2 separate regions of the Oryctolagus cuniculus genome follow, and region 2 is linked to region 1. Evidence: chromatin contacts called from public Hi-C data. All regions are on one chromosome and are shown on one strand. Each heading gives the region's core, a stretch centred on a gene start, on an enhancer-like site or on the middle of the called end of the contact. The rest is flanking DNA. Distances are from core to core; before and after follow the strand shown.

What was found. A called contact is a pair of places that touch in the nucleus more often than the background predicts.
Region 2: a contact with region 1 is called in a Hi-C map of an unstated tissue, with 5 times the contacts expected there. The contact joins two enhancer-like sites. A contact is called at or near these places in 2 of 6 Hi-C or Micro-C datasets (ear pinna and an unstated tissue).

What each region holds. Positions count from the first base shown.
Region 1 is chr12:83,619,184-83,624,716 of mOryCun1.1, reverse strand. All of the region lies in intron 2 of RORA (RAR related orphan receptor A), which reads left to right. Among named protein-coding and RNA genes, the nearest start is that of ICE2, 240 kb to the right of the region's middle. Within about 2 kb of position 2,441, at least 1 of the 8 cell types and tissues checked has an H3K27ac peak or open chromatin away from gene starts, as enhancers often do.
Region 2 is chr12:83,817,145-83,822,676 of mOryCun1.1, reverse strand. All of the region lies in intron 2 of RORA (RAR related orphan receptor A), which reads left to right. Among named protein-coding and RNA genes, the nearest start is that of RORA, 340 kb to the left of the region's middle. Within about 2 kb of position 2,431, at least 1 of the 8 cell types and tissues checked has an H3K27ac peak or open chromatin away from gene starts, as enhancers often do.

The sequences.
Region 1 (5,533 bases), core at 1,192-3,691:
GAGAATCACCTAGCCAGTAAATGGGATTGCTCACATGCCGTATATGCTGCCTGTGCAGTAGGCTGCCCCCTTTAGGTTGGTAGTTGTAAGTGCATTCAGAAGGGAGGAAATGAAGACAGCACAGAAGGTACCTGAGTGAGGGAAGATTCTTAGGGAGCATGCTGGCTCAAAGAAGCCTGCTATCCCAGCCCTCATTGTCTGTGACCCACTTCCTGCCTTGGTGAGAACAGTGTTAAATAATCTTGCTCTCGAATCTTGCTACTCAAAGGTTAGTCCTTGGATTGGACAGTTGGAATCACCTGGAAAGTTGTCAGAATTGTAGAATCTCCAGCCCAACCCAGACCCACTGAATCAGAGTTTGCATTTTTAATAGGACCTTGGTGCAATTCATCTGCACATTCAACTTTGAGAAGCACTAACCTAGAGACTTGTGGGAAATGATAATTAAAGATGCTGACTGAGTAGTTCTAGTATAGTGTAAGATCATTTCTGGGTAAAAGCAGTTCTCCTACTTTAGCTGGAGAGTAAGAATCATAATTTTTATATAAAAAATGTGTAGCAGTTTCTACCCACTACAAATTTCAAGATTGGTAGCTTGAACTAGGACATGAGTCTTTCCTCTAGCATTCAAGATTGCTTTTGGACTTCTAAGCTGGGAGTGTGTTTGTGCACAGGCACACAATTGATGAAGATAAAGATGTTTTCCAGATGACTGTTCCATTTGCATGTACATAAACAAAATTGTGAACATAATTGGAAAAAAGCTAGTCTATGACTTTATTAGAAACTACTGTTGGGCACTGTCGAGAAGGTTACAGGAACCTCATTGTGTTTTCATTTTATTTCCTTTCTAAAAATACAATTTTGGTTTGTTTTTTAACATGCAAAACAATTTGCACAATTTATGTGGATGCAAACAATAAGGAATAGATGAAGTTGTGGTTTTCATAGCTGTGCTTGCCGGGGCTTCTGCTTTCTATAGACAGTCTCCAAGGAAGTTCTTTTCAGTCTGCTGGAAGACGCTCAGTGAAGCTCTTTGGAGAAACCCTGAGTTTTACCACCCAGCTGTTGCAGGAGAGCCAGACAAGAAAGTGAGCAAAGAGGAAGCTGATTTCCAACTCCCTGTGCCAAATCACTTTGTTGATAGAAGTTTCTTAGTATCTGTGCTTCCAAGCTTCTACCACTGAAATTCTCTGCCCTCATTTTTAGCTCCTTTCCTCCTCACTGTGTCCTTCTATGATGGATTCTTGCTCCTTATAATTCTTCCCAAGTAAATGACTGAATATTGGAAGTTTGGCCAAGGGTCTGCATCACAGAACCTGCTAGATAAGACATAGGATCATTTTATAGCAGTTGAAGATATTCTTCTCTAGCAGGAAAAAAAAAAAACTAGAATTGGAGAATCTTAGAAGGTCTAACAGTTCTCAACAGCCATAGTCAATCAACACAGCCAGCAAAGGTAGCCTGGTAAAATTCAAAACTCATTTAATGAGAAGTCCAAAAGGCTTGAGTTATAATTGCACCCTTGCCCATAATTAGCTAAAAGATTTGGGGCACATTCTTCCAACTCTCAAGGGCTGAATGGCACTTGTAGGAGGAGAGGACCTGGTACAGCCTCTTCTTCCCTTCCAATGTAAGAATTCTATTGTTTGGGGGCTGGCGCCATGGCTCACTGGGTTAATCCTCCGCCTGTGGCGCCGACATCCCATTTGGGCACTAGGTTCTAGTCCCGGTTGCTCCTCTTCCAGTCTAGCTCTCTGCTGTGGCCCAGGAGGGCAGTGGAGGAATGCTTGGGCCCCTGTACCTGCCTGGGAGACCAGGAAGAAGCACCTGGCTCCTGGCTTCGGATCGGCGCAGCACCAGCTGTAGTGACCATTTGGGGCATGAACCAATGGAAGGAAGACCTTTCTCTCTGTCTCTCTCTCACTGTCTGTAACTCTACCTGTCAAATAAATAAATAAAAAAGAATTCTATTGTTTGGTCTACAAAAGAATGAGAGAACATTTCTAGTGCAGGGATGATCTTGTTAAAGGGCCTCCTTTTCCACCTGGTCACATGTCACCACAGTATGTCGTCCGATGGAAAAGCCACAGGCCCACTGTAACATCCCAGATTTCCCACAAATACACATTTTCTATGCGGAGGCAAAAAATTTGTTTTAGAAAGAGAGAGGTAATTAAGAAGTATTCATCTGATTGCTGGATTTCCGTAGGACCCATGTTTGCCCAAGGAGAACACCTCCCTCACTCTACTCCCTTACCTATAAAATCTTAGCAGCAGGCAATTATTACTCTGCAGTTGCAATCCTGCTATAAGGCTTGCCTCATAGAAATCAGGTGCCTTCCTTGGAGAAGAAAACGATCATAGCAGCTCCTAAGAACTGTGCCCTGCTTATGTGGCAGGGACCAGGACAAGGGTCTGTCACTCATCTCTCTGTGCTCTTGTGGACACTGTGAGATGAAGATGTGTGGTGACTGACTCAGGTGCTCCCAGCTGGCTCGGATGACTCGGGGTTTGCACGCAGTCAGTCCGAGGACATTACCTCACCTCCCTCCTGTAGGAATATTGCTCAGGGCTGAATATAACTCGGTTGGGGAGGAGAGGAAAGTGAGAAGCCTGGAATGTTTGGGGGAGTGTATTCTAGAATGTTCTGTTCACTTTGGCTCTCTCCCTCCTCCTTGCCACTGCTCAGTCTCAGTTTCACAAAACTCTTCAAATATCCATTCAGTGTTCTCTGAGGACTGGGAATGCTGTCAGTAGGAACCAAGAATTTTAAGTGCAGAGTTAAACATTCCCTCTGTCATCTTGCCAAGCTGATAAAAGGCGCCATTGGTTTTCATAGTGGGTAAAGTGTGGGGTGGGAGTAGGAGGAGCGGAGAAGCCCTTCCCTCAACCAGATGATCTTTCAGCTTGCGGCTGGGCTCTGGCTGTGGGGGGCCAGAATATGTACTACCAAAGGATAAAATTCCTGGGCTCCCCTGGCATGGACTGCTGGCCTGATGACATTTGTTTCCCCGTGGAAAATGGTGTATTAATAACTGCCTTACACACTTACTACACACCCTACAGAATTTTAGAACAATTGGGTGTAATCTTTTCTTGCAGGTGAAGCCTTGGCCACAATCTGAAAACCGGGAGAGGAGGTGAAAAAAATTGTCCTTTCCTCGCTGATTGGTGTCACCTAAGCTTTCTTTTTTTCCTCCTGCCTAACCCAAGTGCAGAGTATCCACTCTGACTGCTGCATAGGGTACAGATCCAGTAGCCATGGACAGAGAATTCAGGTTTTCTAGACCAAGAGACAGGATTTTCATCTTCAAGATATTTTTTCCAGAGAGGAGAGAAATCTGCCCTAAGTAAAGCGACTGAAGGACAATGTGCATTCTAATCCTGAATGTTGTGTTCTTAAATCTGGATGCTGGGGCACCCAGGTCAGGAAGAGAAGCTGGGCACTAATAGTCATGAATAGCTTCCTGGAAGCAATAGGAATGGAGCCAGATTTGTGCACTTTGGAAGGAAGGCTAGACTTGCAGCCTCCAGAGGATCTGCCAGAGCTTAAATTGGGCCAGGTCCATCTTCTAATGCTTTGCAGTACACTGGCGTCCTTCAGTGCAAATGACTACAAAGGTTAGGCGGCTACCTTAAACAGGCTGGACATCTTAAAAAGATAAGTTCAAACAAATCTCAACCATTAACAGGCCCTGATGATAAATGATAATTGATACATGGCCTCAGTTCCACTAGATAGGAGGCAGTGGTATGGATTATATCAACTGGAGACTATGTGTACTGGCTAAAGATGGCATCCCTCATATTGACTGAGCTGAATTGTGTAACACAGGAATATAGGCCTATGTTACCATATTTTCTATTTCTAGAATAGATTTTTTGAAAGGAAACATCTGGGTGTTTAGATGTTCAGTTTTTTGAAAGTCTTAGACAACCATTTGTAATTCAAACAGAGCATGTTGGGGACCACTGGTGTGTCACTTGTGGAATAAGTCTTCATTTCTTAATCAGAACAATGATAAGTTCAGCATGTCTCATTTCAGGTGTGAGTTCCATTTGAAAATATCAGCCATTCTTCCCAAGATAACAAATATCACTTCTAATATTCATAAAAGGAAATATACTGTCATTGACATTTCATATTTCATTTATTAAAAAGTCTTATTAGACTACTTAACACAAACTGGTTTTATTGTACAGTTGCAGGAAAAAAAGATACTTGAAACCACTGCTATTATAATTTAACGCATCTTGAGAGTGAGCATGGGAGGGCTAAGGAATTTATTGTGTTATTATCATGTAATTTGTTTCAGTCAGAGTGTCATAATTTTTTTTATCTTTCTAGTAAGTCATGGAGGCAAAGGAGTGTTACAGGAAGCTGTTGTAAAACCTAGAGGGCTGATGAGAGGCTAAACCATGTGTACCAAAGGGGACTGTTATCTCCCTGAAGTCCTTGAGCTAGAGGGTAGCAGGACCAAAGGAGACAGTAGGGTGGAAAGAACAAGGAGTGGCTGGGACAGAATCAGTTAGTTACCATTAGAAGGTGCTTTGCACAGACAGGTGATCTCTGTCGAGCCTCCTCATTGACTGTAGAGCAGCTCTCCAAAGATTGGCCTGTTCATGGTATGTGTGTATGTAAAGATTAGGACACAGCAAGGGGAAAGAAGGGTCACAGTAAGGTGCCCATTATTGCAGCTGGCTTCTAATTAGCTGCTGCTTAAAGCTGTCCTTCTTCTTCAGTACTGTCGACAAATTTTTGACATTTATTCATTATACATTTATTTGATAAATCTGCATTGATTACCCTTCTGTGCTGGCAGCTCTTTGGGCAAAAAAGAAGTTGGTTGTTAAGAAAGAAAGATGTATTGTCTGGGGCCTGCAGAAGTATGCAATTTTAGAGGCAGGAGTGTGGATGTACATCAGCCGCGTATCCCTGGTGAAATACTGAAATACACATGACCTTGAGAACACCAAGGCTGTGTTGGAAGCTGCACCATGGAAAGATGCGAGTGGCCCATCTTTATGAGGCCTTACAGAGTCAAAATCTCCTCTGCAATAAATGTGCCTCAATTGGGCTGCAGGCTAGAGAAGCCCAGACACGTGTTAAAAGGAGCCCTGGAATTCTGGTCTCACACACTGAGTCCATCTGCATGACCCATGAAGCAAGGAGCTAACTTTCGCACAGCTACTTCTAAGGGATGGAATTGGAGGGGTCTTCTCTGAGACCCCTTTCTGTCAACTGTACCCTGTAACCTAGAGGTTTGGAGGTTTGCCTAAAACTCCCTCCCTCCTTCTTCTCTGGCCTGGGGCCAGTGCAGGAGGAAGGGCCCTGGTTTTCAGAGGTACCACAAGAGCCATTCAGAAGGCCCAAGGCAGCCCTCCACTGCTCATGGAGGGAATTGGTCTTCAACAATGAGAATGTGAGTAAATGCACCCGAAGACCACCTGACCATGAACAGTCAACTGCCTGACTCATAGTTCTGACTTTACTAGAGACTTGAATATCTCTTCTATCGCATCATAGAGG
Region 2 (5,532 bases), core at 1,182-3,681, 200 kb before region 1:
AAGTTACGCCACCTCTTGGGATGTCCACATCCTGTATGGAAGCACCTAGTTCTATTCCCATCTCTGCTATTGATCCAACTCCCTGCTAATGTGCCTGGGAAGGCAGCAGATCATGGCCCAAGTACCTGGATTCTTGTTGCCCATGTGGGAGACCAGATAGAGTGCTAGGCTCCGGGTGGGCATGGCTCAAATCTAGCTATTGTGACCATTTGGGGAATGAACCAACAAATCTAAGGTCTCCTCCTGCCTCTCTGTCTCCCTCTCCCCATGTTGCTCTTTCAAGTGTCTGAAAAGTAAACTTTTTTTAAAAAAAGTAGGGACAATAATGCCTAACACATCTTCTGAGGATTAAATGATAAAATATTTAAAGCTCTTAGCCCATGTGCCCAACAAATGGCCACTGCTGTTACTGTAATTGACAATGATAATATAAATTAGAAAAATGTTAGGTGAACATCCTTCAAAATCCTAATGTGCAATTTAAAAAAAAAAAAGTCCTTAACTAAAATGGCCCTAGTGTCCATCCCAAGCTGTTGGTAAGATTCCTTTCTGTCTGGCAGCTGGATTGACCAGTTTGGTCCTAGATTTGCTTGTTAGAATATCTCAAACAACTTGTTTGCCGCTGATACTGTCGGGCTGTTTCTGACAGGGCCAAAGAGACCACAGAAGGCATTAAGCTGCGGAAGAGAAACTATGAACAAGATTTCAGAGAGGGAGAGATTTCCTATAATGGTTGGGACCACCCCCCTGCCAGTTTGATTTCCTGCGCAGATGTGTGTGTTGAAAAGATTGATGTGGGCACGACCTTAAGCCCCTGTTTGAAAATTACACATACAAATGGCCCTGTAATGGCACATGTGGAAGTCGGGGGCCCTGTGTTAATTACACTTGAATAGTGAGAGGGTGATAATTCACTGGCTCAGCCCCTGGTAGTTAATTTTGTTACATCCAGGGGAAAATTCTGTTGGGGTCTATGAGTAGCTGTGATGCAATTAGGCGGCAAGAAGGTTTTTGTCGGCACAGTTGCTATTGATTAGTATTTACTTTAAAAAGAGTAAAAGCTATTCCCTCGTGCCAGAGCTGACTAATATGTCAACGACAAGGCTCTGTGTTTCAAAGACGCGGAGCAGGCGTGTTTCATATATTATGAACCCCCTCCCCAAAAGAGAGTCCGGTATGGAAATCTTCCCAACTGGTTTTCATTACGCTCAAATAGAAAGGCATATAGCACAGCCAAGATCTCATTAAAGGAGAGAAGTCTTTTTGTAGATTTGCTTATTTATTTATGAAATGCCTCTGAAATATTTATAAACGCTTCCCTGATATTTGTCTGAAAATACATTTTAGGGCTGCTTTGGTGGAAGAGAGGGGGAAGATTGCAGGAGAGCATGCAGATGGAAGAGGGAAGAGACCGGGCCACCATTTGGCTCTGTGGTGGCGAAACGGAAGTGCCAGGGTAACAAATGTGTCACTAGGGGGTGCCCCAAGAACCAGGCAGACGCTAACCCGCTCAGCACAGGTGACCCAACTTGCTTGGATCTGTTCGGCAGAAGCAATGGCAATCACGAGCGCTCTGTTTAATTTTCCTGACAGAACCGGGGCAGATACAGACGCTCTGGGGGCCTTGATCACTTCCTTCACTTTTAGAGCTATTTATTAATTGAAATAATAGTTATGCTACCCCTTGCCTCAGACCTACTTTCATCTGTTTAGCAACTGCTTTCTACAAAACACAAAAGAGCTCGGCACTGACAGTCTTGTCTTAATTAACCATTGAATACCTTATAGAGCAGCTGTCACAACTCTTGTCACTTGAAAGAAGGCACAGTGGTCCCTGTTTAAAAAAAAAATAAAACAACATGAATACAGGGGAAAGAAAAAAAAAAGTTGATCTAATGAGCCGTCTTTGACGTGTCTTAAGAATTGCATTCTTTATCATCATATTTTACACTCACATGGCCATGCAAATCGGGGACTCTCTGGCTGCTTAGGAGAAAACCGAAGAATTTACATTTCTCCCTACTTTTGAGAAAGAGACATTGGTTGCCCAGTGGCTCAGGGAAGTGGTCCAAGATCAGAGATAATAACAGGGCTAAGACTGCCTGTCAGAAAGAAGAGGAGGGGCTGATGAGGGCTTATGTAACTGAATTCTTTCCAAGCCTTTCCAGCCCTGGGGGTGAATGGATCTCATCAGTGTGAAGACCAAGCCCCCAGAGTCCCACACCCTGCCCTGCTAGTGCCGTGCAGTCTGATTCAAGTCCCCTCTCCACCCCAGCATCCTTCTGAGTCCCCAGAGAGGTGGAGGTATTTTGTGAGTGTTGAGGAATCAGCCTGGGCTTCCCCTTGTCACTGGGTTCTGCTTGCTCTCCCTAGTTCTATTACTGTGTCCCCCGCCCCCGGCCTCGGCCACAGCTACCCACACCACTCCTGTGGTTCCTGACTGTCTCTCGTGGCCCTCTGCTCCTGCTCCTGGTTGGTGGGAAGCCCTGGCCACCGACCCTCTCCCGTCTTTCATTACTGTGACAGAATAGCAGCCCAGGCTGAAGAGGTCAGAAGCTTTCCATCTCTGTGCTCATTTAGGAGAATGTTTTGCAGAGTGTGCTTTGAGCCCCTGTGCATTCTAGAATCTGGTGAGATCTTTCCGTTCTTAGGTGCCACACTTTTTGCCCAAAGGCCCTTTGCAGATGGGATGGGTGGATTAAAATACCAGCCAGCATCTTGAAGAGCATCCACCCCTCTGAACCTGTTCCCGTCTGACTCGCAGACGTGTGGCGGGGGCTGTGGACCCTGCCGGGTTCTTTCACGGTGACCCTCATTTCCCAGCCCTGTCTCCTGACTTCATCTGCATTCTCCTACTGAAGCCATAGTACTTGTCTGTGCATGTGTGAATTCCCTTGTTGCTCCACTTCAAATCCATTCCCCAATGAGGAGGCTCTTTAGCCCTCATGGAAACCAGTATTTAAAAAGAACTTTGACTTATTCTACATACTGTGTGTGTGCAGTTCAGTTATATTTTAATAAGGACACTTATCATAAAGGTAAACCTTGCAAATGAGAAGGCCTTTAGGAAAACTCAGGATATATATTGGAGAGAATTAATGTACAAATGGCATACTAATTGGCTTGTTTCAAATATATTACTGCAGTTATGTGGTACTGGGGATGTTGCATAGGACATTGGTGCCTACTAATTAGATGCCTACTAATTTATTTGGCCTGCACATTCTTCCAGGGCCAACAAATGCTGTTCCCAACACTGAGTTTATGGCCCAAAATTCGTAGGCACTCGATGTGAACGGTAGGAAAAGTATAGCAACCTAAAGATTGCTCTTATTGACTTTTTGGGCTTCTAAGTGAAAAATATATAGTGATAAGACACTTTATCACTATATAAATATATATAGATAGCAAAACGTACCCCACCCTAAGCTTATCAAATCAATGAAACAGCAAAGTATTTTATAACAGGGATTTGCCATGGGAACTTGAACACGTTAAAAGCTATCACACTTTGTGCTACCTCATTTAAATCACTGTTGGATGAACTTTTAGAGACGGGCCTTCTTCTGTTTTACATAATTCTAAATTCATGGTGCCTAGGAAGGTAATCACCCCTGTAATAACTTGTGATTCCATTTATTGCAAATAAGGTGTTCTCTCGACTGTGAATTTAGGTTGGGGTGCCTGGTACATTCTGAAAGGCCGGCCTTACTATTTGCCACCTTTGCATGGCACTACACTTGGGGAAGTCATGGGTCGAATGGCATAAGTTTGCCAGTTGAATTTCTAACTATAGCAGAGCCTTGAAAGTCGGTGTTTAGGGCTGAGGAGGACTGGTGCAAAGCGAGTAGCAGCGGGACTCTGAGACTCCCCCACTCGCCCAGGGCAGGATGCTCCCGGAAGACCGTTCCTATAAAACTGCTTGCCAAATCGGCCAGGAGGGCCCATAAATGCATCCAACAATAGAAACAGCCGATCCTGCTGGGCTCTGCCAAGGCTGCCCCTGGGAAGGCAGTCACTGGTACTTGATCTACTCTGAAGCTGTAGCAAGAGAGCCTAAGGCCTGGCTTTGCTTGCCCCCTGCCTCAGTGGCCCTCTGTCCCTCACCCTGTTGTCCACTCCTGAGGACAGAGTGTGCATTGTCCTCTCCTAAAACGGTTGATATAAACATCAGGCTTGATGCTAACCTGTCACCTGCACTTGGCTACATGCCACCTTTGGGTGCGGGGCTCAGCCAGAAATTCAGGATGATGCCCGTGTGTCCACAGAGAAGATATAATCTATCCCCTGCATAAAACTCTAGGATTGGCCTCCTTTCTCCAAAGCACTCTTTTGTACAGTTTTATTTATCGTGTCTGGAAAGTATCGTCAACTGGGAGCTAATAAACTTGAGCATTTGCAAATCTGCCTTTCAGCAAGGAGTGTGTCCCTGGATTCAGAGCACTCCGCAGGCAGCCTCAGAAGAGAGAGCCTTCTGCCTGCTGGTGGGCTGGGCCGGCTCGCCAGAGCTGATGCCGTGCCTCTCTCTCCAGATCTGAATTCGGTAGCCTCATTCAGCCGCACTGGGTGTAGCTGTCACAGACCAGTGGGCAAATGCCACACATCAGGCTGTTCCTCTCAGAGTGCTGTTTTAAGGCCCTGGCTGACAGTATATCCTGGTGTGCCTTTCCCTCTCTTGCCAGCCTTCTTAAGAAGCATTAAACCGTCTTCCGGCTCCATGGAGCCCTGGGAAGCACTGCAGGATGGAGTCTGAGTAGGAGCAGGGACAAGCGCTGTCGCCCCTCTAGGCCTGCATTCGAAATGCAGAATGACAGATGCGAAAGTGAGATCCTAGGCCCTTGGCTGGTCTCATGTGTACAGGGAGATTTTCTCTCTCTTTCTGTCTCAAATGAACCTATAGGAAGCAGATCCACAGCTCACAAATTCTTATTAATGACATGAATGACATGGTAAATTTGGATTGTTCGGGGGGGGGGGGTCTTTCTAAATCATGAACTTGAGATAAGAATCCTTCAAACCTTCACCACAGAGTTCTTCTGGTGACCATATGACATGATCAAGGCAACTGTTTAAAAATTTGGGGTGAGCATTTGGGATGTGCCTTTTGGGGGTTCCTGGATTTGAGTCCTACCTCCTTTGTCAATTCCAGCTTCCTGCTGTCACCCACCATTGGAGAGAGCAGGTAATAGCTCAGCTGCTTGGGTCTCTGCCACCCACATAGAAGACCCAGACTGAGTTCTGGTCTCCTGGATTGGCCTGGCCCAACCCCAGCATTAGTGGACATTTGTGGAGTGAATCAGATTGCTCTCTCTCTCTTTCTCTTTCTCACTGTGCCTTTCAAATCAAATGAAAACAACTCCGTCTTTTTTAAACAAAATTTTATGAGGTAAAATATCCAAGGCTGAAAAGTATTATAGAAAGAGAAAAGTGATGTAGAGCTCCTTTAAAACAAATCTCATTGTTATTCAGATTGCCCTGTGATATCATCCTATCCAACAGCAAACAAGGAAATTGTGATTCAAGGTGGTTGAT